Linked DNA regions of Mus musculus: regions 1, 3, 4 and 5 are each linked to region 2. Evidence: chromatin contacts called from public Hi-C, HiChIP or PLAC-seq and promoter capture Hi-C data. All regions are on one chromosome and are shown on one strand. Each heading gives the region's core, a stretch centred on a gene start, on an enhancer-like site or on the middle of the called end of the contact. The rest is flanking DNA. Distances are from core to core; before and after follow the strand shown. Region 1 holds the start of 4933401D09Rik (RIKEN cDNA 4933401D09 gene). Region 2 holds the start of Lnpep (leucyl/cystinyl aminopeptidase). Region 3 overlaps Chd1 (chromodomain helicase DNA binding protein 1). Region 4 overlaps Chd1 (chromodomain helicase DNA binding protein 1). Region 5 has its middle 15 kb from the start of Chd1.

The links. Promoter capture Hi-C pulls out the DNA fragments that hold promoters and counts their contacts. Hi-C and Micro-C count contacts between places; a contact is called where the count stands out from the background. HiChIP or PLAC-seq counts read pairs in DNA pulled down with a chosen protein or histone mark.
Region 1: a promoter capture Hi-C map of liver shows a contact between it and region 2, with 4 times the contacts expected there. The contact joins the promoter of 4933401D09Rik here to the promoter of Lnpep in region 2. A contact is called at or near these places in 3 of 39 promoter capture datasets (cranial neural crest and liver) and 1 of 115 datasets of contacts at active chromatin or transcription factors (large pre-B cells).
Region 3: a contact with region 2 is called in an H3K27ac HiChIP or PLAC-seq map of thymic regulatory T cells, with 10 times the contacts expected there. The contact joins the enhancer-like site here to the promoter of Lnpep in region 2. A contact is called at or near these places in 6 of 39 promoter capture datasets (cranial neural crest, frontonasal cranial neural crest, hippocampal neurons and 2 more) and 4 of 115 datasets of contacts at active chromatin or transcription factors (astrocytes, forebrain, large pre-B cells and 1 more).
Region 4: a contact with region 2 is called in a Hi-C map of B cells, with 3 times the contacts expected there. The contact joins the enhancer-like site here to the promoter of Lnpep in region 2. A contact is called at or near these places in 11 of 39 promoter capture datasets (the C10 cell line, the HPC-7 cell line, cranial neural crest and 6 more), 2 of 484 Hi-C or Micro-C datasets (B cells and pre-B cells) and 4 of 115 datasets of contacts at active chromatin or transcription factors (acute myeloid leukemia, embryonic forebrain, pro-B cells and 1 more).
Region 5: a promoter capture Hi-C map of liver shows a contact between it and region 2, with 3 times the contacts expected there. The contact joins the enhancer-like site here to the promoter of Lnpep in region 2. A contact is called at or near these places in 6 of 39 promoter capture datasets (cranial neural crest, hippocampal neurons, liver and 2 more) and 1 of 115 datasets of contacts at active chromatin or transcription factors (extraembryonic endoderm stem cells).

What each region holds. Positions count from the first base shown.
Region 1 is chr17:15,629,538-15,634,711 of GRCm38.p6, forward strand. 4933401D09Rik (RIKEN cDNA 4933401D09 gene) reads left to right here and starts at 2,251. Exons shown (of 4, transcript NR_045431.1): 1 at 2,251-2,358; 2 at 3,480-3,562; 3 at 4,551-4,719.
Region 2 is chr17:17,622,305-17,627,398 of GRCm38.p6, forward strand. Lnpep (leucyl/cystinyl aminopeptidase) reads right to left here and starts at 2,185. Exons shown (of 18, transcript NM_172827.3): 1 at 2,090-2,185. The coding sequence starts at 2,108.
Region 3 is chr17:15,721,892-15,726,727 of GRCm38.p6, forward strand. It overlaps Chd1 (chromodomain helicase DNA binding protein 1), which reads left to right. Exons shown (of 36, transcript NM_007690.3): 3 at 3,378-3,579; 4 at 4,358-4,471. Among named protein-coding and RNA genes, the nearest start is that of 5830433I10Rik, 19 kb to the left of the region's middle. Within about 2 kb of position 1,605, at least 6 of the 459 cell types and tissues checked have an H3K27ac peak or open chromatin away from gene starts, as enhancers often do. A contact at or near this core is called in thymic regulatory T cells, where this site is marked.
Region 4 is chr17:15,767,376-15,772,251 of GRCm38.p6, forward strand. Chd1 (chromodomain helicase DNA binding protein 1) reads left to right here. Exons shown (of 36, transcript NM_007690.3): 34 at 75-129; 35 at 1,191-1,401; 36 at 2,603-4,876. The coding sequence ends at 2,948. Among named protein-coding and RNA genes, the nearest start is that of Rgmb, 61 kb to the right of the region's middle. Within about 2 kb of position 1,921, at least 34 of the 459 cell types and tissues checked have an H3K27ac peak or open chromatin away from gene starts, as enhancers often do. A contact at or near this core is called in B cells and pro-B cells, where this site is marked.
Region 5 is chr17:15,688,038-15,692,688 of GRCm38.p6, forward strand. No RefSeq gene overlaps it. Among named protein-coding and RNA genes, the nearest start is that of Chd1, 15 kb to the right of the region's middle. Within about 2 kb of position 2,469, at least 19 of the 459 cell types and tissues checked have an H3K27ac peak or open chromatin away from gene starts, as enhancers often do. A contact at or near this core is called in extraembryonic endoderm stem cells and liver, where this site is marked.

The sequences.
Region 1 (5,174 bases), core at 1,001-3,500, 2.0 Mb before region 2:
TCACTTTCATTTCTTGAACATTTTTTTTTTTTTACATTTCATTTCACTGTGTTTTAAATATTTCATTATTGAATTTATTCATATCACCTTTAAGGTCTTTGGACATATTTACAAAGGCTACTTTGAAGTCCTTGTTTGGTGTTTCAGCTACGTTGCTTTTCTCAGGGCCTGCTGAGGATTGAATAGGGTTGCTGGGATTAAATGAAGACATAGCATCTTGGCTGTTATTGATTATCTTTTCACTCTGGAGTCTAAACATCTGAGTCTGAGATGAATGTAATTCTTGGTACTGGTATCTGGTGTTGGTGTTGCATTGCTTGGATTCAGTTGCCCTCTCTGGTTCTTAGGAGAGTGTGACAGCTGTGGGTTGCCTGGCAAGAAATGCTTCTGAGATTCTCCTAAGAGGATCCGCTGGGGGATCCTAGTAGAATATGTTTCTAGGTATTGGGAGCTGACTCCAAGGAATGGGGATGGGCTAGAAGGGGTGGGGTGGGGTTCTGAGAAAGTCCATAGGTGGTAGGAAATCTGGAGGTGCCACAGGCATCTGCATAGATGCTGGGAATGGGTGCAGACTGGAAGGAGAAGGCTGCAGAAGACAGGAAAGGGAGGCTGCAGAAGATGTTCTGCTATAAAGCCATGGATAAGAGGAGGGGAGGAGGGGGAATGAAGGCTGCCTACCTGATTTCCTGGACAGTGTAGTCCTGTTTGTTTTTTGAGACAAGGTCTCTCTAGGTAGTCCTGGTTGGCCCTGGAACTCAGAGAAATCCTCTTGTCTCTGCTTCCTAAGTACTGAGATTAAAGGTGTTCAGTAACATGTTTGGCTTCAAAATGAGAAGTTTAAAAAAGTAAGATCTGGATCAAATGGAATTACAAGAGGGTTTGAAGTCACTGGTAGTAGGCAAGCGTCTATTTTCTGACCAAGATCTTACAGAACTGATGAGAGAATGAGGTCTTATGTACAAAGTGGGGCTGAGGGTTTAAAATAACATATGCTTCTCCATTGTGGTTAGAAATAACGGTCTGACATTGAAGATGGCTTAATAAATGGGTGTCAGATCATCCAAGCAGATCCCGATGTATCCAGAGAGACAGGAATGTGGGGGGTTAACTTCAAAGCATTTTAGGTTGTTTTCAGCTCCCGACTTCTTGTCCCAAGTAAATTCAGCATTTCTGAGACCCTCAGTGCAGTATTGGGGATGTCTAATCAATGTGTAAGATCATTGCTGTACAAACACGAGGACTTGAATTTGGATCACTGGCGCCCACATAAAAATCCATAGCAACATGCATCTATAAGCCTAGTATTAGGCTGTGGAGACAGAAAGATCCACAAAATTCACCGGTCAGGCGGGTTAGCTGAAATCTGTTAGCTCAGTGTTTAATGAGAACCACTTGAAAACTAAGGTAGATTGAGTGTGATGGTGATGCCTTTGATCCCAGTACTCAAGAGGTTCAGAGTGGTCAGGGCAATGTAGAGTCTCTTTCGCTCTCCTTCACCCTCCCCCTCTCCCTTTCCCTTAAAAAGAGTGAAGAGGAGCCTCAGCATGGTGGTGCCTACCTTTAATCCCAGTATTCCAGAAGCAGAGACAGGCAGACCTCTGAGTTTGCCCGCCAGCTTTATCTACATAGCAAATTCCAGGCCAGCCAAGCAGGTACATAATGAGACCCTGTCTCAAGTAACAAAACACAAACCAAAAAGGTAAAAACAAACAAACAAACACCCTAAAAACAACCAAAAACCAACGCCAAGGTGGAGAGCAAGAGAAACGTGAAGATTGTAGACAGTGACCATCGGTTTCTACCCATATACTCACACAAGAGCACACACACGGTGGTTTAGCCCCCTTCTCTACCCTGCATTATCCTCATACATTTTCGTTCCTTTAAATGTTTTACTTAAGGAATGTTCCTCTATACCCCCTCCCCCAAAATGTTCCATGTAACCTCTCCCAACGGCCCCATTGGTTCCCGTTTCATCTGGGAAAAAAAAAAATTTTTTTTTCACAAAGAAGAGAAACTCGCGCTGCAAGGGACCTTGATCCTTCCCCCTCAGGCCAGATACAATTCTTTACACAGTTCCTTTACTTTTTTCTTATTCCCCTTCTTTGATACTCTGTAGCTCCCTAACTGCTTCTGCTAGCTCATTTTAGTGCGCGGGGGTGGGGGGTGGGGTGGGGGGGCGGGGAGCGGGGGTGGGGTGGGGGGGGACAGGGCTTCTGGCTGTGAGAGTAGTCACGGTCACCCTGAATCAACACTATCCCCACCAGGCACTAATCAGTTCCGTCTCTCCTGCCTCTGCTCCTCCAACTCCCTCCACCTTCCTCCGTTTTACTCTGCAACCAAATCATCTGCTTACAGGTTTGTAACAGTTATTTTTCAAAAGTCTCTCTAGGAATGCAGGATGGCAGGATCCATCGCAACAGATGAAATTTAAACTCTCCTGCTAAATTACCAGAGGACCTCCTCTTCAACGAACCGAACCGGGAACTACGCCTGTCTGAAAACCACCCTCCTCACCTTAAGTGTCTTATGCGGATAATGAGGTAAAAGAGACAGTAAGAGAAACCTCTTGAAATACTCGGGCACCATCCTCAGAGAGCTTCAGGAAGTCTCTGGAGGTAGCTTTGCTAACATGCCAGTTTTAGTCACTATTGTTTTTCTCTCCTGGGAAGCAAAACTTTAATGAACAGTATTTAACCTGAACAGTCCCACAGTACCACAACCCTGGGGACTCTGATAGCACTTCCTGTCCCAGGCTCTTGGCCAAGGCTTACTCAACTGGCTCCCTCTCTGCAATGGACAGATTCTCCTGTAGGCAACACTCATTTGAGCTTCAGTCCCTTGACCTCAGTATTTTAAGTTCTATTAAAATTAAAATGAATAGTCATATGACATTTTAAGTTAGGCTTTGAGAATTGGCTGTCATTGAACTTTTTGAGAATAAATCAGATTAGTGAAAAAGAGTGAAGTTATGCTGCAAATTCTAGACCAGGTACTATCTTAAAGGCAGATTTTTCAAAAATTATATTTAATTGTTTTTATCTTTTATATGTGCAAGTGCACAGTGTATGTGTGTGTGTGTGCGTGTGTGTGTGTGTGTGTGTGTGTGTGTGTGAGTGTGTGTGTGTGTAGATGAGAAGGCAAGCTGTGGGAGTCAATTCTCTCCTGTATGTGTCTGGAGGGTAGAACTCAGTTGTCAAAATAATCTTACTCCCTTCATTTCCAACTACAGGTAATAAACCTTCATACACAGGTTTATTAGAGGGATTTCTTATACCTGTGTTTGATGAAAGACAAACTTAAATCTCTAAGTAAGGAATTGGATTATTTATTTATTTATTTATTTATTTATTTATTTGTATTTTTTGCTGCTAATCCCCTTTCAGGGGCCTGCTTCAATCTCTCTAGAATATACTGTCCACACATGTTTGCTTCACTGTGGCAAGTGAAAATCTGCTTATACTGCCTGTGTCTTCCAGATACATTTTTTTTCCTGCAAAAAGACACGAAAGAAGGAGAAACTTTCCACTCCTAATGAATATGAGGATCTTGATAAGTCTTGGTGAGCTCAGCCCTTCATTCATTGTAGCACTACTTAGCATCCCTGTGCATTAATACAAACTAAGACGTTAAGCAGCTCCTTCCCCTTTATTAGACTTTCCAACTGTTCACAGGACTTTTTATTTGAAAGGTGGTATATAGTCTTTTTGTATTATGTTAATGTACAAGCATCTGCTAAGATAAATTTATAGAACCACAATTATGGAGTCAGAGAATGCGTGCATTTATACACACCTGGTCCTAACAGGTGCTCTCAACATGCATCCCACACACAGTCTGGCTGGCAATATGACACCTACTTCACCACATAATTTGGCCTTAACCAGTCTATAGATAAAATACAGTGTTTCTGTGGTTTGGAGTATTTTTATTTACTTTGGTTTAGCTATAGTGTGGTCTTTATTGTTGTTGTTGTTTTGTTTGTTCGTTTGCTTATTTGTTTGTAGACAAGACTTCCCTTTGAGGTAGACTAGAGAGCCTCAAATTCGGGTTACTCTTACCTCATGCTTCCAAGTTCTGGCATTGTAGGCATGCACTACCACATCCAATGCACAATCAAAGTTCTTTCCATCACTTCCAGCTGGCAAAACAGCTCAGATGGTCAAGGTGCTAGCTGCCCAAACCAAGAACTGGCACTTGATCCTTGGGACCCACCTGGTGGAAAGCATGCACCAGCTCCTTCAGGTTGTCATCTGTACCTTCCCCTCCCCAGCCTGAAACCTGTTTGCTCAGGTTTCAGTGTTAGAGAGCATCAGGGCAGAGCTTGACGCCCTATCATCCTGCCACTCCCACTGCCGCTGCCTGCCAACTAGCTGTTCCGGACCTATCACGTGTTCACCTGCAACTTTACTCCAAGATGATTTGGTGGGAATCGGGCCCCTTCCCCTCCTTCATAACTGAGTGTCTGGAAATAGTAAAATTGAGTTTTGATCAGAATTTTGTCTAGCTTTGTCTTTTTCTCATCTGCCTAGCCCCCTCTTCTCTTCCAGATTCCAAGATGCCTTTCCAGAACAGAACCCAGACATGTGAGTCGCTGGCCGCAACAGATCTGGCGCCCACGCGGGACTGAGAAACGGCAGAGGACATTTGGAAGAAACACTGCTGGTTTGGAGCTCCATAGAAGAAGAAAATAATTAAAGGAAATTCATACCGGAGAAGGTCGGTATGGGCTAAGTTGAAACAGCATTAAACCTGAACGGTTAATACACTTAGGTTCCGCAGTGAGGCTTATCAGGAGCTAGGAACGTATCAGGCAGTTAGCCGTAGCTCCCAGAAGCTACATTTTTAGGTGTGACAAAAGAAAGGGTTTATTAAAAGGAAATTAATAATCAGACAGATGGCCGCAATTAAAAACTGCATCATGAGGGAGGAAAATGTCCCAAAAAGCAAAGAGAAATTTCAGGAGTGCCATGCTTTGTTCTCTCTGGGCTTTACAGCAGAAGTACTCTGCCCCTTTTGTGTCTTGTCTAATGTCTGGTGCACCAATCTGTTCACGTGTTCAATTCATGTATGTTCATGTCCAGTCTGTATGAATGAATGTTCTATGTTTTATGTTGGATAATAAAGATGGAAAAAAAAAAAAAGCGTTATCTGCAAAGCCTAGAGCTGCCACG
Region 2 (5,094 bases), core at 935-3,434:
CTTAATAAATCCAGGCCGGCCCGTGCTGGCGCACGCCTCTAATCCCAGCACTCCCAGCACTCGGGAGGCGGAGGCAGGTGGATTTCTGAGTTTGAGGCCAGCCTGGTCTACAAAGGCGAGTTCCAGGACAGCCAGGGCTATACAGAGAAACCCTGTCCTGAAAAACAAACAAACAAACAAACAAGCTTGATAAATCCTTCAATCATAGATTGTAAGATGACAAAAATAAGTACAATTTACACTATATAGTATTCGAACACGAGAAAATTCTACAGCAAACTTCTAAAAGTTTTAAATACCTATTCCGCCTTAAAGTCTTCAAAGCACCTTAAATTAGCAGTATCAGAGTTATATGTAGTTCCTGCTTTCCTTCTTAAAGGAGGACAGCATTAACTGAAATGACACATTGCCAATCAGCCTTCAACACCAACTGTGAAAAACTGGTAGACAGAAAAGAACTAGAAAAGTTGACCTTTTGCCTCTTTTCTCTAGGATTTCTCCATGGTCTTCCCAAATGAGACAGTTTGTAAATATATCTAAAGGAGGATATTCTATGGGAGGAGAAAAGATTTTAACTTTATGGTGTGAAAATGTACTTTAATTATGTAGGGGGGAAGTTCAACAAATCAACCAGGGAAAAACCTGACTAAATAAATGACTCATTCTTGTTTTCAATTGGGTAAGATTTCATAATTAAAAATCTTACCTACATATTTAAAACAAGGAGGCTCCAATAATTCTGCCTAGAAGGAAGAAAACGTCTTGGAAAATTTTATACCTCTTTTAAGCACATTTTACACTCAAATCCTAGATGGTCTCTATGGTGCCTTTCAGTTCAAATCTTCCTTAATTCTCTGAGTAAGTTTACCAGACTATTCTTAGAAACTTGGTAATTACAAATAGAACACATATGAGAAAGAAATTTGGAGTTAAAGCTGTCATTACTAAGCCTAATTAAACACTGCAGACAGAAAGATGGCAGGAGAATAAAGCATCCCGAATTAGGGAAAAGGAGAACATAATGAGTAGGTCACAGCTCCAGCGATGTGGTAAACAATGTTAAAGAACACAACAAAGTCCAGCCTAGGCATTAGAGTGGATAGAGTGGGTGTCCCCTCCCCCTTCCCAGTTCCTTAAGTGGCATGCGACCCCCCTCCCAACAATAATATGCTTCTCTCCCATTAATCTGACTTTCTACCTACCTGAAGTAACCAACCACACTGGAAACACATGCCAAGTAGAAAGTGGATCCTCTAATCTCATTAAGCCCTACCCTTTATTAGCAGTTTTCCTACTTTCCATCCTAAAGTGGAATCCATATATTTAAACACCATAAAATGGTGAGACATCATCTCACCTCTATATTGAGACTCAAGCACTACAAGCCCAGACAAAAGCCATGAAGTAAAGGGCCGTGGCTATTTTCTGGACACAGACTGCTTTGACTTTCACACACACACACCCATGCCACCTTATGATATAAGCCCAACAAGGGCCATTGATATTCAATGGATCTCTAACTAGAAGATCAAACATCACTAGCTGGTAAAAAGAAGTTTGGTCGACCTGCGGAGCAGCGGTAGGCAGACGGGTGGCAATGCGGGGCGGCATCTTCGCCACACCGAGCAGTACTAGCCAGCCCCCGGTAAGTTTCCTTCCCTGCAGTGCACTAAATCACGCTGCCAGCCGCGGCCCCACCCCGCCCTGTTACGGAAAGGCATGCGGACAGCTCGGTGAAGGACGGGCGGACAGCTCCAGGCTCCCCGCACGAGTAGGCTTTCGCCGGGGCCGCAGCTTCTCCTGGCCGCGGCCGCTTCCCCCAGGACCAACGCCGTTGCCAACTTTGCCGCCGCCCCCTCCACCGCGCAAGCATCCCAAACTTTGCCGACTACCTCACCTGGAGGTTCGGGGCTGGCCCCCGGGAGAGGGCTGACCTTCACGCCTGCCCCAGCCGACCCTGGCCCCTCTGCCGCCCCCCGGCCCGCCTGGGAAACCCTTGGCAGGGATGCCTGCAGCCTGACCCCCTTGCCACATCTGACCCTCTGGACCCTGAGAGCCCGGGAATCCGCGACTCGGGCTAGCCACTCACCATTGGTAAAGGACTCCATCTTCGCCCCGCCGCGGGTCCTTACCAGCCCAGCGCCCCAAGCTTCCTACTCCGAGAGCCGAAGCGGTCCTGACGACTGAGCATGCCCAGCAAAGGCCTCCGAGGGCTGCCGGGGAGGTGCGGCGAGGGGCGGCGCCGCTCCGCCGCACGGCAACAACACCTTCGTTCCGGGTTTTCGCAACTGCTGCAAAAGACCCACTGAGGCGTGGACGCTAAGCATCGCTCAACCCTAGGCCCACTCCGCCCAGGGGCGGCGGGGAGGAGCGCAGTGCTGGGGCGGGGCTTAGAGCCCCACCCCCGGAGCTCACTTCTAGCCGCCGCGCTGTCTGTGCCGCAGAGCTGTAGTACCCCGGTTCAGACAACTGGTACACCTACTACTGCATCCGGCCGTGTTTCGGGTGCGGCCACCCCAGTACTGAGCCCGGAAATGCGGCCGGTGATGCTGTCGCCAGAGGGGTTGTCGCCCTTCGCGTTCTGAAAGCAAGACAAGGCCCAGGGTGGGTCGGCCTCTACGCTGGGCTAGCCCGGGGCGGCGCTCTTCTTAACCGCCGGAGCAAGCCCTGCGGCGGTGGTCGGCCCGACTTCCCTCCTTTAGCAGAACGCCCTGCAGCAGCTGCTGCTGCAGCAAAGCCGGAGGCCAGAGGAAGGGAGGGGCCCGGGAGTCGATCGGTGCCCTTTGCTTAGGGCTGGGCTTAGAACTGCGAGCAGATCTCAAAACCCGGAGCGGGGTGTAGGAGAACGGACCGTGCGCGCAGAGGTTGTGTGCAGAGAGGCCCGCCTGCCTAGTCCTGTCCTTACTCGACACCAGCAGTTGGCTGCTCCCAGCCTTCAGGGTACACGGCCTGATTCCGCGGGGCTAGACCGGAGGGAGCCAAGTTCCCCCTTCCCCTAGTACTCGCGCCTTTGCCTCGGGCCCCATTGTTTCCGGTGCCAAATCGGGGCGGTCCCCGGCAGCCTACGAGACACGTAGAGACCGCGTTAGCTCCTGCTAGCTCCTGTTTCTCCAACTGCCGGAAGTCAACACCCCGCGAAGAGGCTCCCCCATCCCTCCCAACCGCAGCCACAGCTCCTCTTTCCTCCCCACTCACTGCTTCGTCCCCTGCGGCGACTTGGCTAGGCCTTGGCCTCACTGCGCGAGCCAACTGTCACACACTCCTCCTCCCAGGCTGTCAACCCGTGCAAACAAAATCTAAACCTGTACAAATATCCTGGGCGAAAGAGGAGAAAGGGATGATGTTCGATCGATAAGGAAATTCTACGTTCAAAGAAGTAAACCCGAAGTGCAGTGTTTTTAAGAGGTCGATTGTATTACATCCACTACGTTCCACTCCTGTTTTACAACGCCCTGTGAAAACCAACTGTACTTGGAGTAACCACTAAACTCCTTACCTAACTCTGGGACCTCATTAACATTCTCGCCCTTTAATGGCCCCGAAGCTTTCATAAGGCTCCTAGAAGTTGGCGCGATTTATTCAGCATCGTTAACCGTACCTTTACTTATTTTTTTTTAAACAAAACAAAACCCTCCTTGCAAAATTGTTCCACAGCTTTGTGTTTTGTTTGCTTACTTCTTCCTGTCATTTTCTTAACTCAAATGTCACCCCTACAGAGAATCCTCTGACCACACACCTAAAATAGCAACAAACACAGTGGGTTCTATAAAGATTCCTCCTGCCATTATGTTCAGAGCACTCTTAGCTGTCAAAAGGCTTATTGTTTATCAAGAATACAAGATCAGTGGGGCAGGTTTTTTTTTTCATTCATTTTTTTAGGGCTATGTCCTCATTTTTAATCGTTACACAATATATTAAATAAGTACAGTATAATGTTTATATTTCTAATTTACTGCCCACATTGAAACCTTTCCACTGAATGTCTTTATAATGAATGTCTCCAGTTGGTCTGTTTGTGCTCAGTACAAATGTTCATGACATCATATCTCAACGCTGCTACTGCCTTTTCACTGTGTGAAAGATAGGCTGAGTCCTTAGGCTAGTCCCCATATCGGAGCAATTCCGAACCAAAAGTAGAAAATGAACCACAAGAACTCTTGTATTCATGGATTTTGTTCAAATGAGCCTGTTTCACATTGGTATTGCTTAGCTAAGAAACTCTTCCCTATTAGGTCGTGTTTTGTTCTTTTGGTGTTATTTTTGGTGCCAGAGCACTTAGTAGCAGTTATTTAAAACTCCACAACATGATAAATCACCTCACCTCACCAGCAAGCTACAGTCTATCATACTTTAAGTGTGAATCACATTACCTTGGGTTTTGTTTTTAAATTTTCAGCTCTGAGACTGTGTGCTAAAGTGTTTCACAATTTGCATTCATAAATTTGGGAGAATCAGGAGATTTTTTTTTTTTTTTTACCTATTTCTTTGCCAATCTCTTGCATCTCATCTTTGCTATTCAGGAATACAAGCAAACAGTAAATAAAACAAACATATTTCAGAATCCCATGTAGCCTTAAATGCATATTAGTGAATTTTGTTCCGTCAAATACTGTTTATATTTGATTTTGTAAAGCCTCTTTGAGGAAAACACAGAGGTTTTGCTCTTGTTCAGATTCTCCTCTTTCTCAAGGTTCTAACACTTTAGGTTATTGTGATATTACTGTTTATTATCAGGGTGATGTCATCTAATACACTCATCTTACCATCTTCAGAGTCATCACTGCATACTACTTAATATTTAAATTATATAACAGAAAAAATACTAATAGCTTGAACTGAAAAATATTAGCACCCTGGATAACTACCATCTGTTTATAAAGAAACAAAAAATGGGATCATAAATTAGTACTCAATACTATAAATAGATCTGTGCTAGGATCTGGCCGTACTGTTTCTGGATGTATATTCAAGAGAAATTCTGTCTGCTTTCAAAGAGATATCTGAACACTCATGTTTTTTTGTTTTTTACAGCACTGTTCGATAAGGAATCAAACAAAATATCCAACAACAGTGGGATGTATATCTACAATGACT
Region 3 (4,836 bases), core at 355-2,854, 1.9 Mb before region 2:
AAAATAAATGATTCTGATTATATCAACTTCTTGTTACACAGAAATTAGTAGGCTTTAAGGCAGTAGTTTAATTATAGGGATGAGCAATTTTGAAGCCAGAGAGCAAAGGAATTATTTCAGTTACCATCAGCAGTAATGTTATTAATCTGAACTTGATTAATTGGATGTGTATATGTCCATGCATATATATTAGCCCCTAAGATAAAACAAGCAGATTATTAGTGTCATTTGGAACCAAGAAACTCAACCAAAATGATGTAAACATAAAACTGAAGGAGCTAAAAATAAAAACCCTGTAATTGTGAATTAGAAGTACTAGCATAAATTAATGTATTTTTCTCTAAAAATACATGCATTGTAGTTCATTCTGCTCACCATACAAAATGGCACATGTATAGTCACAGGCTTACCTCACACTTGTATTTTAGCTTGAGGCAAGATATGCTATGCTTTATCAGAAAGCAGGTTGGCTGCAATCATTTTATTTGTATAATGTTCAAGTTAGAGTAAACATTTATACCATGAAATAGTTATCACTTATATTGAATCATTGAAAACACCTTTCTCCCTAGCTTTAAAACGAAAAGGTGTACTATGATTACCGTGGTCTGAAGTCACCCTGCTGTGTAGTTGGACATCAGAATTAATTTCTTCTAGAACATTCTCTTCCTCTCAGTCCTGACACAGTCTTTATCCTATGAAAGAACAACCCAATAAACTACTGTGCACGTAAATACCAGAGTTCCGCTTTCTAATAATAAACATGTTCCTTTACTGGAACAGAGACGGACGGATGGACGGACGGATGGACGGATGGATGATGGATGGATGATGGATGGATGGATGATGGATGGATGGATGGATGGATGGATGGATGATGGATAGATGGATGGATGGATGATGGATGGATGATGGATGGATGATGGATGGATGGATGGATGATGGATGGATGATGGATGGATGGATGGATGATGGATAGATGGATGGATGGATGATGGATGGATGGATGATGGATGGATGGATGGATGATGGATGGATGATGGATGGATGATGGATGGATGATGGATGGATGGATGATGGATGGATGGATGATGGATGGATGGATGATGGATGGATGGATGGATGATGGATGGATGGATGATGGATGGATGATGGATGGATGGATGATGGATGGATGGATGGATGATGGATGGATGATGGATGGATGGATGGAAGGAAGCTGCCCTTGGTCCCATCAACCATTAACTTTTAAATTTTAGACACAGTGTGTTAGGTCTCAAATTGTAACCAAGAGTGCCACTGATGTTCTGACCTTTCTGCCGTCTCCACCCACTTAGTGTTTGTAGGCACGCTTTACCCAGTTTTATTTTAACTCAGGGCTTGTGTATGTTTGGCAAGCAAATTTTATGCTAGGTGCTTTAGTGAAAATAAGAATGCCTGCAAAGTAACAATCTAAGACTTTCCATCTCCTTAATTTTTTTTTTTTTATGGGAAGGATAAATTTAACAGTGCTTTCTACTAAATGGTCTTGATTGATTCACCAAACCTAGTCATGTCTAGATCAGCTGTTATAAACATAGCACAGGAAGCTGCTTATCAGCTTACAGAGCTACCTCAAGGTAGGAGGTCTTTTGACTGTAAAGACTTTGTTGTTTCAGTCTCCCCAGGCCTGATCTATGAGTGGTTCTCAGTAAAGTTTATTGAATTAATGGGTTTTCTTACCTGCGAGTTAATAGAGAAATAAAATTGTCAGGGAAAAAAAAATCTCCACTAGTGTTGCTCCAGTTTGTACAAGTAAAGTAGTTCAGGTGAAATGGGACATCTCCCCTGTTTTTAAAGACACTTCATGATAGCTGAGAGACTCAGCTGTGTGTTTGCGGGAGGAAATAAAGGTGGGAACGTTAGGGAATGGAGAGAAAAAGCAGTGTTGGTAGAAACAATGTTGCAACCATAAATCTCACTAGAGGAAAAGTTTTACTTTATTACTATGAAACAAAATTACACCACATTTTAAAAATATATATGTATTTGTCAATTTAAACATTTATTTTGCAGAATTAAAATTCTTTCTGGAAATTTTATTACTCTATTTTATAACTCTCTTAGGTATCCCCCCCCCCACCCCCAAGGAGTAGCTTTTTAAAGTAGTCTATCAGCAAATTGTGCCATCTGGTGGCAGTTTGGAAAATTACAGAAGGTAGAAAATACCTTCTGCTTCTGTCTCTTTTTTTTTTTTTTTTTTTTTTAAGATTTATTTATTTATTATATGTAAGTACACTGTAGCTGTCTTTAGACACACCAGAAGAGGGCGTCAGATCTCGTTACGGATGGTTGTGAGCCACCATGTGGTTGCTGGGATTTGAACTCCGGACCTTTGGAAGAACAGTCGGGTGCTCTTACCCACTGAGCCATCTCACCAGCCCCTGCTTCTGTCTCTTAAGTGATTGCAGTCTTGCATCACTACATTGACAGAAATAATCTTGAAAACAAGTATGTTGTTTTCACTGCAAGAAATGGGCTTATTTTCTACCTACTGTAGTAAGAATTCCCAACATGTTTATTAATTTCCCACAGTTTCTAAATTTGAACTGTTATAGGTAGCCTCTAGTAGGGCTTTTTTGACTTACACATTTTTGTCTTCCCTGTTTCTAGCCGAGGATCTCATAGTTGGTAGGCCTTGCACATCTTTGAGGGAGATTACAGTCCTACAAATAAGTATGTCCAATGGCCTGTGATGGCACACACCTTTATTTAATTCCAGCACCCCAGGAGGCAGAGGTAGGCAAATCTCTGTGAGTTCCAGGCAAGCCTAATGTACAGAGAGAGAACAGCCAGGACGGCATAGAAAAACCTTGTGTCTCACAAACCAAAACAAAAGAAAACCAAATGTGTATGCCTGTCTTAGTTAGGGTTTTACCCTTGTGAACAGACACCATGACCAAAACAAGTCTTATAAGGACAGCATTTAATTGGGGCTGGCTTATAGGTTCAGAGGTTTATTAGTCCAGTATCATCAAGGTGGGAGCATGGCAGCATCCAGACAGGCATGGAACAGGAGGAACGGAATGTTCTACATCTTCATCTGAAGGCTGCTCGTGGAAGACTGGCTTCCAGGCAGCCAGGGAGAGGGCCTTATAGCCCATACCCACACTGTCACACCTACTCCAACAGGGCCACATCTCCTCATGGTGCCACTCTCTGGGCCGAGCATATACGAACCATCACATATGTCTGTTACTATAATGTACATTGCCCTTTGTGTTTGGACACAGATAATTGAAATATTAAACTGTATGTTTAGCTTTCTGCTGAAGAGGTAAATTCCTGTCGAATTTTGCTCTGATGCTCTGATTAAAGTTTTTTATTTTCAATTGTAGTCAGTCAGGTGATGATTGTGGGTCAGCATCAGGCTCTGGATCTGGCTCGAGTTCTGGCAGCAGCAGTGACGGAAGCAGCAGCCAATCCGGGAGCAGCGACTCTGATTCTGGCTCTGACTCAGGAAGTCAATCAGAGTCTGAATCAGACACATCCCGAGAGAACAAGGTTCAAGCAAAACCACCAAAAGTCGACGGAGCCGAGGTAAGTTAGTGCAATTGAACTGGCTTAAGACAGAAGTTAAATCTTATAACTGACTGGACAGTGTCATGGCCTGGGCATATAGCGCAGCAGTACAGCACTTGTCTAACACGCATGACATTCTGGATTTGTCCCGAGCACCACAAGCACCAAGTGGTTGAAATTAAATTCCTTAGCTAAGAGTAAAGGCTGCTTGAGGTCTTCTGGTTAGGCTTGTCTGTCTATCTGCCCAAGGGGATGCTTTATTGCTCACTGCGGGAGGGCTCGACAACCGTTGCCTGCAGCTTACTTACTGCAAGGTAGCTGTAGTACTCAGAGTACCAGGCTCTGGAGAACTAAGATGCTTGGGCCTAAATTAGAAACCATGTTGTAGCTTTGTTAGCAGAGAACTCTGTCCCCTGATCCCCCCTCCCCACCCCCCTCAAAAAAAAAAAAAAGGTCAAGTTGCATGAGCAAAACTGCAGAGTGCCATGGTTTCTTTATATTTAGACTCTGGCTTTTCACGTTCACCTAACACGGGAGAACATAGGTAGGCAGAGTATGTAGGAGCCATGCAGTACATTTCCACTCTGTTTTGAAAGACGTTGGAAGCACCAGGAGCATGATGGCTTTACATAAAGATTCAACATGCCATGTGTTTCTCATAGTCACTGAAGCCTTGCATTGTATTCCACTGTATTGCAGGAGCACTGTATTCATACGGTGAACGAGGAGAATAATTTACTTGGAGGAGTGTAAATGTTGAAACATTTCATCTCTCCCTGCTTTGTTTTTGGTACAGTTTTGGAAATCTAGCCCCAGTATTCTGGCTGTCCAGAGATCTGCAATGCTTAGGAAGCAGCCACAGCAGGCCCAGCAGCAGCGCCCAGCTTCATCTAATAGTGGATCCGAAGAAGTAAGTTCCCAGTGAGCTGCTCCATAAGCACACTCTGCTTACCTACTAGACACCATGGCCTTGAATGGGTAGTAGTGTCTGTATTTCGGTATGTGTATTAATCTTGATGTACAGACATCTTTTTTAGTACCAGTGTTCCTACTTTTAGAGGTTAATCTAAAACAGTGGGATTTGTTTCCTCATCATGGCAAAACAGGAATGTATGTGATACCTGCCTGCTTTCCCAGCTCTCGAGAGGCTGAAGCACTGGCTCTCTGTACTTGAGACCAACCCGTGGTACCGAGTAAAATACTGTTTCAAGACAAGAACTGGAGAAGCCAAAGGTGCACTTGCAAGAAATATTAAATATGATGAATTGGTATGGG
Region 4 (4,876 bases), core at 671-3,170, 1.9 Mb before region 2:
CCCCCATTCTATCAGAGTAGTTTAGGCTACTTAGATTACTTAAACATGTCTAATACTTGTGCATTTTATTTTAGCAAAACAGTGACCAGAATAGCAATGTTGCTACCACTCATGTGATTAGGAATCCAGGTAAACTTTTAAGAAGTTTTTTCTTTCTTTTCTTTTCCTTTCATTTCTTTTTCCCCGATGGTGTGCGTTGGCTTCATTTTTGTAGATTTATTTTTTGTGTGCAGGTGGGTGTGCGTGTGGTCACATGTGCCTGTGTGAGAGCACAGGTAAGGGTGTGCGTGTGGTCACATGTGCCTGTGTGAGAACACAGGCTAGCGAGGGTTTTGAACGCCCTTCATATGCTTTTCTACATGGTACTTAGAGCTTGAGGCCCATAGGTTTGCAGTCTGCATTCTATCTAGCAAGTGTTAGAAATCCTCTGTTCTTTGCTTCCTTGGAGCTTGGTCAGGCTTGTTATGTGGGTGCTGGGATCTGAGCTCGGGAACTCAGGAATGCGCAGTAAACACATTTATTCTGTAAGATATGTAGCTCCCTAGCCCCTGTTTCGTTTCTTAAATCAATTTTTAAAAAGTTATTCTTGTTCAAAGTACTGAGAAACGACTATTAACAGAAAGAGAATCAGGTCATTTTCTTCCCTCTAACCTGTCTGTACTTTAGGGGTGTGTGCGTATGCATGCGCACATAAATAGAACCTGAGTCTTGTTTGTTTGTTTGCATGTGGTTTGGCTTATCCCTGGGAGAGAGAGGCTAAAAGTTCTCAGTCAAGAAGTCATTAGTTTGCCCATAGTTCTCTTTTGAGGACTAGGACTCTGTAAAATTTCCCCTTCCATATTAATATGTCCATTGATAACACCATTGCTCTGATCTTAGTGTGGCAGTAATTTCTAGGAGAGACAGACTTCCTAGTCCTTTGGCTTTCCCACCTCCGTCTCTGCAGTGTTCTCTCAGTCACAGACACAGGAGCTGTGACATGGATCTGTCCTTGGAGCTGAGCTTTTCAGGGTCCAGTTGGAGTTTTCTGTGATGGTCTCTACTTGCTATAAAGAAGCTTTGATGAGGGATGGTACCGACACTTACCTGCAAAACCCTTTAAATGCTTTTGTGTTTGAGAATTGATTTTGTTTGGGCAGGAGTTACTGTTATTATTTGTATTAATGAAGTTTCACTTATTTATCTAATAGATATGGAAAGGTTAAAAGAGAATACAAATCATGATGACAGTAGCAGGGACAGCTATTCTTCTGACAGACACTTATCTCAGTACCATGATCATCACAAGGACCGCCATCAGGGAGATTCTTATAAAAAGAGTGACTCTCGGAAGAGACCCTACTCCTCATTTAGCAATGGCAAAGACCACCGCGAGTGGGATCACTACAGGCAAGACAGCAGGTGAGCTGGAGAGCGAGTGGCTTAAACATTTACCTTCTCTCATCCTTCTCTTGTTAAGTACATTTCCTACATTTGGGATAGACCTATGCCATTTTCATGAGAATAGATCAAGCATTTTTTATATATCAACAAAAAAAGATAGTACTTTTCATGTTAATGTTTATAAATTTTTCTCCAAAATGGTTTTGAAGTAGTAAATTGACATCAGAATATGCAATGAGTTTTAAAAGTTTTGTCATTTTAAATAGTGCAGCTTGTTGGTGGAAGTACAGGCTTTTTATGGAGAGAATTCTGCATTGGATACTGAAATTCTTAGGAGGGAGAACCTATATTAAGTCAAAATATATTTTATTCCTTTATTGCTTAAAGAGTTTCCTTGCTAATTTGAAACCATTGCTACAATTAAACTCAGACAATTGATAAGTAAAAGTCAGAAATAAATGGAGGACCTGCAGGTGCTGCTCTGAGTTGCTCAACCGAGTGGAGAAGCCCCATGGGGCTCTGTGGTTCAGTGGTGCTCACAGCCATCGCTGTATAAGCACTCATTATAGAAAGGCTTTTTGTTAGAGATGGTGTAAACAGAAAAGCTATATCTGTAACTACATATACCAGTAATTTCACGAGAAAGTGTTTGTGACAAGAATCTTTGTCTAATCGGAGCATTTTATTTGAAAAGGCAAATATGTAGAGACTTCTTGTTCAGCTGCCAGATTGCATGTGTGTTGACTCATTACATAACTAGTTGATGAAAAAATGTTTGACATCGCCAACTACTGAGAAGTTTCTTTTTATGAGTTTTCAGACTACATTCTGGCATTCTAGGTTTTCCTCCAAGAGGTTTGTAAAGGGCTTCAGTTTCCAGGGGAAAGTGCATAGCTGGGGTTATTTCTGTGCATCTCACACTGAGCTCCACTGATCCACGAGATTTCTTAGTGAGGTACAAATACGTTCAGGGAGCTTTGTGTGCCTCTATCCAGACTTGTGAGCCAGAATTTGTATAGAGATTCCTAGTGATTTCAGCAGCTGTGTGAGGTGGCTCTGTGTTGCACAGAGAAGTGGTTCTCAGCTACTTTCAGGAAACTGTGAGCTTCTGCATGATTAAAATACATGTTAAAGTAGCTATACTTTTCTGTATGTATGGTTTTATTTGGGAATTTTAACTTACTAATTTGACTAAGAGTCTAAATTTCTCTTTCATTAGGTACTATAGTGACCGAGAGAAACACAGAAAACTGGATGACCACAGGAGTCGAGAGCACAGGCCAAGTTTGGAAGGAGGCTTAAAGGACAGGTGTCACTCTGACCACCGATCTCACTCGGACCATCGAATGCACTCAGACCATCGCTCAAGCTCCGAGCACACACATCATAAATCCTCCAGGGATTATCGGTATCTCTCAGATTGGCAGTTGGACCACCGAGCTGCCAGCAGTGGCCCTAGGTCACCTTTAGATCAGAGGTCTCCATATGGCTCCAGGTCCCCATTTGAACATTCAGCTGAACACAGAAGTACGCCTGAACACACCTGGAGTAGTCGGAAGACATGACAGAAGCTCATGAGTTTGTCTTCCGGGACTTTGTTTTAGCCATAGATCATAAACCAACACAGTAATTGCCTTACATGACTTGAAAGATTCAAACAGCTCTTCTGTCAGTAGCAGTATTGTTACTTCTCTCCAGGACGCAAGGTCTATTATCCCAACAGAAGAGAAAATATTTTTATATTTAAGGATTATGCTGCACTGTACTGCGATACTGCAGTACCTTTTTTTTCTTTTTTTAAAGAAATGGAAAATGTTTACTATGCCAGGGACCTCAGCACTGCCCTCCCGTGTAGGCTGTATAAAACTGTTTTTATGTCAGTGATTTTAGACTGACTCCATTTAAATTATGTTTGTATATGAACTTTACTCTGACCTGTGATCATGTTTCAGGAAGGAATAAAAGAGAGGTCTTTTCTTAATAAAGAAAAATCACTCAAGGACTTTGTTCACTTTCCAAAGCTACTTGTTTACATTGTACACTGCGACCACCTTGCCGCTCCCATCACAAGCTTGAATATTTAAATCCTGTACTTAAGTTTGTAATATAGCCGGGAATTTCCTGTCTGTGATTATTATTATGCCTTTTTACAGAAGAAGATGGCTGTAAATTATTGTAAATGGATTAAATGAGCTGCCCTGCCCTGCCCTTCTCAGGCTTCTTTTGACTGTTCCTTTCCCTACCAACTCAGGCCTTCTTATTAAAAAAAAAAATCAGTGTAATAACACTTTTTAATGATTTGTCTTGATGGAATCATTGTTTAGAATGTAAAAATGGGGAAAGGGGCCACTTATTTCTTTTAGTCCTTTTTATATTGAGTATTTTTATTAGATACATGTTTTGCCCCTCCTTTTTAAAGTCAATATTGTGTTTGTAGTTTTACAGAAGCAGTGGCGAGGGTTACATGTGAGACAAACTCGGTGCTCTGGGAGAGTCCCCAGTGCATTGGGTTGAAAGGGTGGTAGGTGTATGAACACTTAAAATCCAAACGGCCAAACGTTCTTGTAAATGCATTGCTTTTCCCTTTCATGTGGGCAATAATGTCAAACGTGCTATGCAGCCAGGTTAACATTTGAGGTAAACTTGATTGGCTTTAATATAAAAACTGTTACAGTACACACTGATTGTATATAAAAACCTTATATATGACAAATTAAATTTTAAGAAAAAGGATATGTGGGCTCCTGTAGTTTTCTGCTGCATTCTTGTTTCCACGAGCATTTAATCTTTGCTTTAAGTAACAGCTGCCAGAAAGAAAGGTATTTTGGTCAGCAACTGAGAACTGTTGATATGTAATCCTAAAACTGCCTACGTCTGTATAGATGAATCAGTCTTCTATGAAGTAAAACAGATTCTAGCAGTCTCGGCTTCCTGTAGACATTCCTCTAGGATGTCTTACTCGTCACCTCGTTTCTCCTTATATTCAGTGGGAATTTTGGATGTATGTTGTGTAACCATTAATAACCTTTACTCCTGGTCATGTCTCCATGGAGTAGCTGTGGGGCTACCTAAAGTTAGTCTGTGGCTTTGTATTTTCATATCTTTTTTTTTACATGGATAAATATAAAATTTATGCTGTGTATACAAACAAACTTTTTTTTTTTAAAAGGAATTTCATCTTTGGCCTAAAGTTATCCTGAAGCAAACAATGTCTTTTTATTTTTGATATGCAAGGTAATGTGTTGGGGAATAACTCAACTTTTAAACGTCTAGTTATAATTAAAGATAAAAACGATGATACGATTCAGTGCTGGCACACGACTTTTAAAATTTTTCATTTTCCTCCACGTTTAATGTAAATGATCATTTTATTCCCAAAGAACACTTCCCATAAATCCTAATATTAACACAGCAAATAGCTCAGGGTTGGCGCTACATGCCTTTGTGGCTAGGTCATTTGCTTAAAAGCCTGTTGTAAAGAATTTGTAGAAAA
Region 5 (4,651 bases), core at 1,219-3,718, 1.9 Mb before region 2:
TTACCCAGGGTGCACCAGGCTCCAGCAATTGCAGTTCTGGGCTTAATAGTTGAGAACCATTACTGCTTTTCACAACTAGAAACCACAGAACTTACCCTATGCTTAGGGCTCAGCCTCCGCTGGCAGCTCCGACTCAGTTTCTGTGTGGTTCCTTGGCTCTCACTCACCTCCGCTCGACATATTATTGTTACATTGTTTCTCTAGTGAGGGTGAAAGAGAGGTGATGGCTCTTGGGTTTACAAAGACACATTGGATATCATCAGAGGGTGGCTGCTTTTTTTTTCTTTTGTTCTTTGCCCTTCCATTTTATTTTTATTATTTTATTTTAAAGTGTTTTATTTTATTTTATGTGTATGATTGTTTTGTGTGATTGCATGTGTAAGTATACAGTGCCTACAGAAGAGGGTGTTGGGTTCCCCTAGAACTTGAGCTGTTATGTGGGTGCCGGGAACTGAGCCTGCATTCTCTGCAAGAGAAGCAAGTGCTCTTAACCAAGCTCGCCAGCTTCTTGTTTTTATTATTTATTAGTTGATTAAGAAAAACAAAACAAAAACAGGGTCTCATTCTACAGGCCAAGTAGAAAGGGACTGGGTGTTGGTCAGGGATAAACAAGCAGCTGCCTCAACTATTAGAACTTCACAAACAAGCATAACTGACTTTAAAGATAGCTTTGACTTTTCTAAATGGTTCACTGTACCAGTTTCTCTCTCTCTCTCTCTCTCTCTCTCTCTCTTTGGTTTTTTCGAGACAGGGTTTCTCTGTATAGCCCTGGCTGTCCTGGAACTCACTTTGTAGACCAGGCTGTCCTCGAAGTCAGAAATTCGCCTGCCTCTGCCTCCCGAGTGCTGGAATTAAAGGTGTGGCCGGGCACCCAGTTTCTCATAGAGCTTCCTCACGCATAAGGGAGTCCATAACAAACAGGAGGAGTTGAAACACAGTAACTGCAGTGGTGGCGCACACCTTTAATCCCAGCACTTGGGAGGCAGAGGCAGGCCGATTTCTGAGTCTGGTCTACAAAGTGAGTTCCAGGACAGCCAGGGCTATACAGAGAAACCCTGTCTCGAAAACCAAAACCAAAACCAAACCAAAACAACAACGACAACAACCCCCCCCCCAAAAAAAAAAATCATGGTAACTGTGACTCATCATCATTGCTATAAAGAAAATTAATGGGATAGCTAGGAAAAGTAATGGAGAAAGAAATGGATGTCCCTTGGCCTGAGACCTGAAGGAAGACCAAAAGGCCTCCATGCAAAGATCTGAGGAGAACATTCCAAGCACAGGATCAAAGACAGCAGAGGAAAACAAACCAGAGTGTGGCAGAAAGAGAGTCTGTAAGACCCCGCTCAGAGGAGGTGAGAGTGCTCTGAGGAGCCGTGCAAGAGGAGGTGAGAGTGCTCTGAGGAGCCGTGCAGTGACACAGGACCAGCTGCTCAGTCTTTAAATACCCCTAGTTCCTAGGCTGACAGTGGGATGGGAACAGGGACAGAACAAGAAGTGAAAATATAACAAGCAGGCATAATACTACCTTCATGCTTGTTTATAAATGATCTTGCTCCTGGGCTACACTATCTTGTAACAATAGTTTTTACTTTCTTTTCCTTTTTCTTTTTATGTTTTGGGTGGGGTGGGGAGGGGTGGGGACAGGGTTTCTCTGTGTAGTCCTGGCTGTCCTGAAACTCACTCTGTAGACCAGGCTGGCCTCAAATTTAGATTTCTGCCTGCCTCTGCCTCCCGAGTACTTGGATTAAGGGCATACACCACACTGTCTGTATATGCATACAGACACGCACGCGCGCACACACATACACACACACACAATCACACATACAATCAATAACTTTTGGAGATCATGTAAGCTTAGCTCTTATTTTCTTTGGAAATTTTGTTACTAACCAATGAAATAATTTTGCACCATTTTTAATTATGTTGCTCTTCTTAAATGATATTAACCAGTTAGACAAAAAGGTGACTTACAATAACAAATATAAGGAAAGCATAAAATCAAATTTATTTAACGTTTTTAAATAATTTTACATTTTAACTATTATATGGGATCTCTGTAAACATCCCCGCTACTCAAAAACTTAAGATCTAGAGAATATTAACAATACAGCGAGAAAGGATCCTGTAGGCACGTCATTCCAAGCCATCTGCAGCCTTAGCTTCCCGAGTGCTAGAACCTCAAGGCCTGATTTCCAGATGAATGAATACAGATAGACAGAAAGGCAGACAGACAGACAGACATACTGACTGACAGACTGACAGACACCATTAATCCCAGCACTTGGGAGGCAGAGGAGGCTAGATCTGTGAGTTCAAGGCCAATGGGGTCTGCATAGCATAGCCAGAGCTACAGAATAGTCTCTCAAAAAACGAAACAGAAAACACAGACAGACACACACACAGACAGACACACACACACACAAAAAGGAAAAACAAACAAAGAACCACAAAGCCAAAAGTTAATGATTATCCATGAGCTCTGACTCAGCCTAATCAGGATGTCTCTTGCTGCTCTCTAGTTCTGTCTGATACTTCCAGTTCTTCACTAGAACAAGTTCTCTGCTGTCCTTGTGCCTTCCAATTGTACCTCTTCCTGCTTTTCCTCTACTTCTTCCTGTAGGCTCTATTCCTTCTCAGTCCAGTTCAGAGCCACCTTATCTGGCCACCCAATGGCACTTCCCATTTAAATATGTTTATCTTTGCAAAGTGAGCTCCAGGACAGCCAGAGCTATAAAGAGAAACCCTGTCTTGAAAAACCAAAAAAAAAAAAAAAAGAAATGAATTGTCTGTACTATTGCTTGATTCAATTTGCTCATCTGGGTATAGTGGTTCACTCCTGAAATGCCATCACTTGAGAGGTAGGAGAAGAGAATCAATAATAAAAGGCAAGATTTGGCTACATAGAAGAGACCAAAAAGAGACCATGTGTATGTGTGAGTATGTGTGAGGTTCTTGTTGTTGGTTGGTTGGTTTTGTTTTTTTCTTTTTCCGAGACAGGATTTCTCTGTATAGCCTTGGCTGACTTGGAATTCACTCTCAAGACCAAGCTGTCCTAAAATGCAAGATTTGCCTGCCTCTGTCTCTGGAGTGCCGAGGTTAAGGTGTGTGCAGCTGTTTTGTTAGTATGTATTTATTTACTTATTTACTTACCAATTCTTTTACAATCAGTAGACTTTCCGTTTGTCTGTCAAGTGGGTCATCGCTTGTGGTTGTTCTTGTTATTTAAATCCAGCTCAACTAGAACACTGCGGCCAGCTTAAGTCGGGTCGTGTGCAAATAGGCCGCTGGAATCTTCAGTCATGAGCTCACTGAATCAGTTCTAACCAGTCATTAGAAAATCTGGTTATGGGCTGGAGAGATGGCTCAGTGGGTAAGAGCACCCGACTGCTCTTCCGAAGGCCCAGAGTTCAAATCCCAGCAACCACATGGTGGCTCACAACCATCCCTAACGAGATCTGACTCCCTCTTCTGGAGTGTCTGAAGACAGCTACAGTGTACTTACATATAATATAAATAAATCTTAAAAAAAAAAAAAAAGAAAATCTGGTTATTGTGTGTGGTGGTTTGAATGACACTAGCCCTAATAGGCTCAAATATTTAAATGATTGGTTCCCAATTAGTGGAATTATTTGGGAGGGACTAGGAGGTGTGGCCTTATAGGAGGAAATGTGTCATTGGGGTGAGCTTTGAGGTTTCAGAAGCCCATACCATTTCCTGTTAACTCTCTTCGCCGTATTCTTCTGGATAAGAATGTAAGCTCTCAGCTACTGCTCCAGCACCATGCCATCTACCTGTTGCCATGATCCCTGCCAAGATGGCCACTGGAGCCCTCTGGAACTGTCAGTCCCGATAAACTCTTCTGTAAGTTGCTTTAGTCGTGATGTCTTTTTGTTTGTTTGTTTGTTTTGTTTTGTTTTGTTTCCGAGACAGGGTTTCTCTGTATAGCCCTGGCTGTCCTGGAACTCACTTTGTAGACCAGGCTGGCCTCGAACTCAGAAATCCGCCTGCCTCTGCCTCCGAGTGCTGGGATCAAAGGCGTACGCCACCACGCCCAGTGGTCATGGTGTCTTACCGCAGCAAGAGAAAAGTAACCAAGACAGCTTGATCTGGACTCCCCTTTGTGGGTCCCCCCCCCACCCCACCCCAGGGTCACTCCTGAGAACAGACATTGCCCATCTTCATTTGGGGAAAGGTCTGGTGAAGAACTTCTGTCTGGTGAAGAATTTTCCATACTGGAGGATGGATGCATGCGCGCGAGGAGTAGAGATAGCTTGTGGTCTACAGACTTGGGGCACAACCGCTCTAGTGTGGGCACTGTCTGCCAGTGTTCTCCTAGGAAGATTCCTTTTGTGTTTAACTAATGCAGAAGAGCACCGTGGATCAAGTTGCACTGTGAGTTGTCAGTTTATCTGGACTTTTGTTTCTTAGCAACAGCCAAACATCTATCCTTCCGCATTGTTCGGTGTTTTAGCCTCAAGTCAAATAAGGGAGCTGGTGGGCACGGCATCTTGGCCTTTAGTGATATCTTTATACACAGTGGTGCGCTCCAGGCCTGGTGGCCACCAGTAGACAGGGAAGGAATCAGCATATTAGTGTGAAGCAGACTCAGGGATGGGGCTGTGCGAGTTGCTTTGGAGGAGCCTGA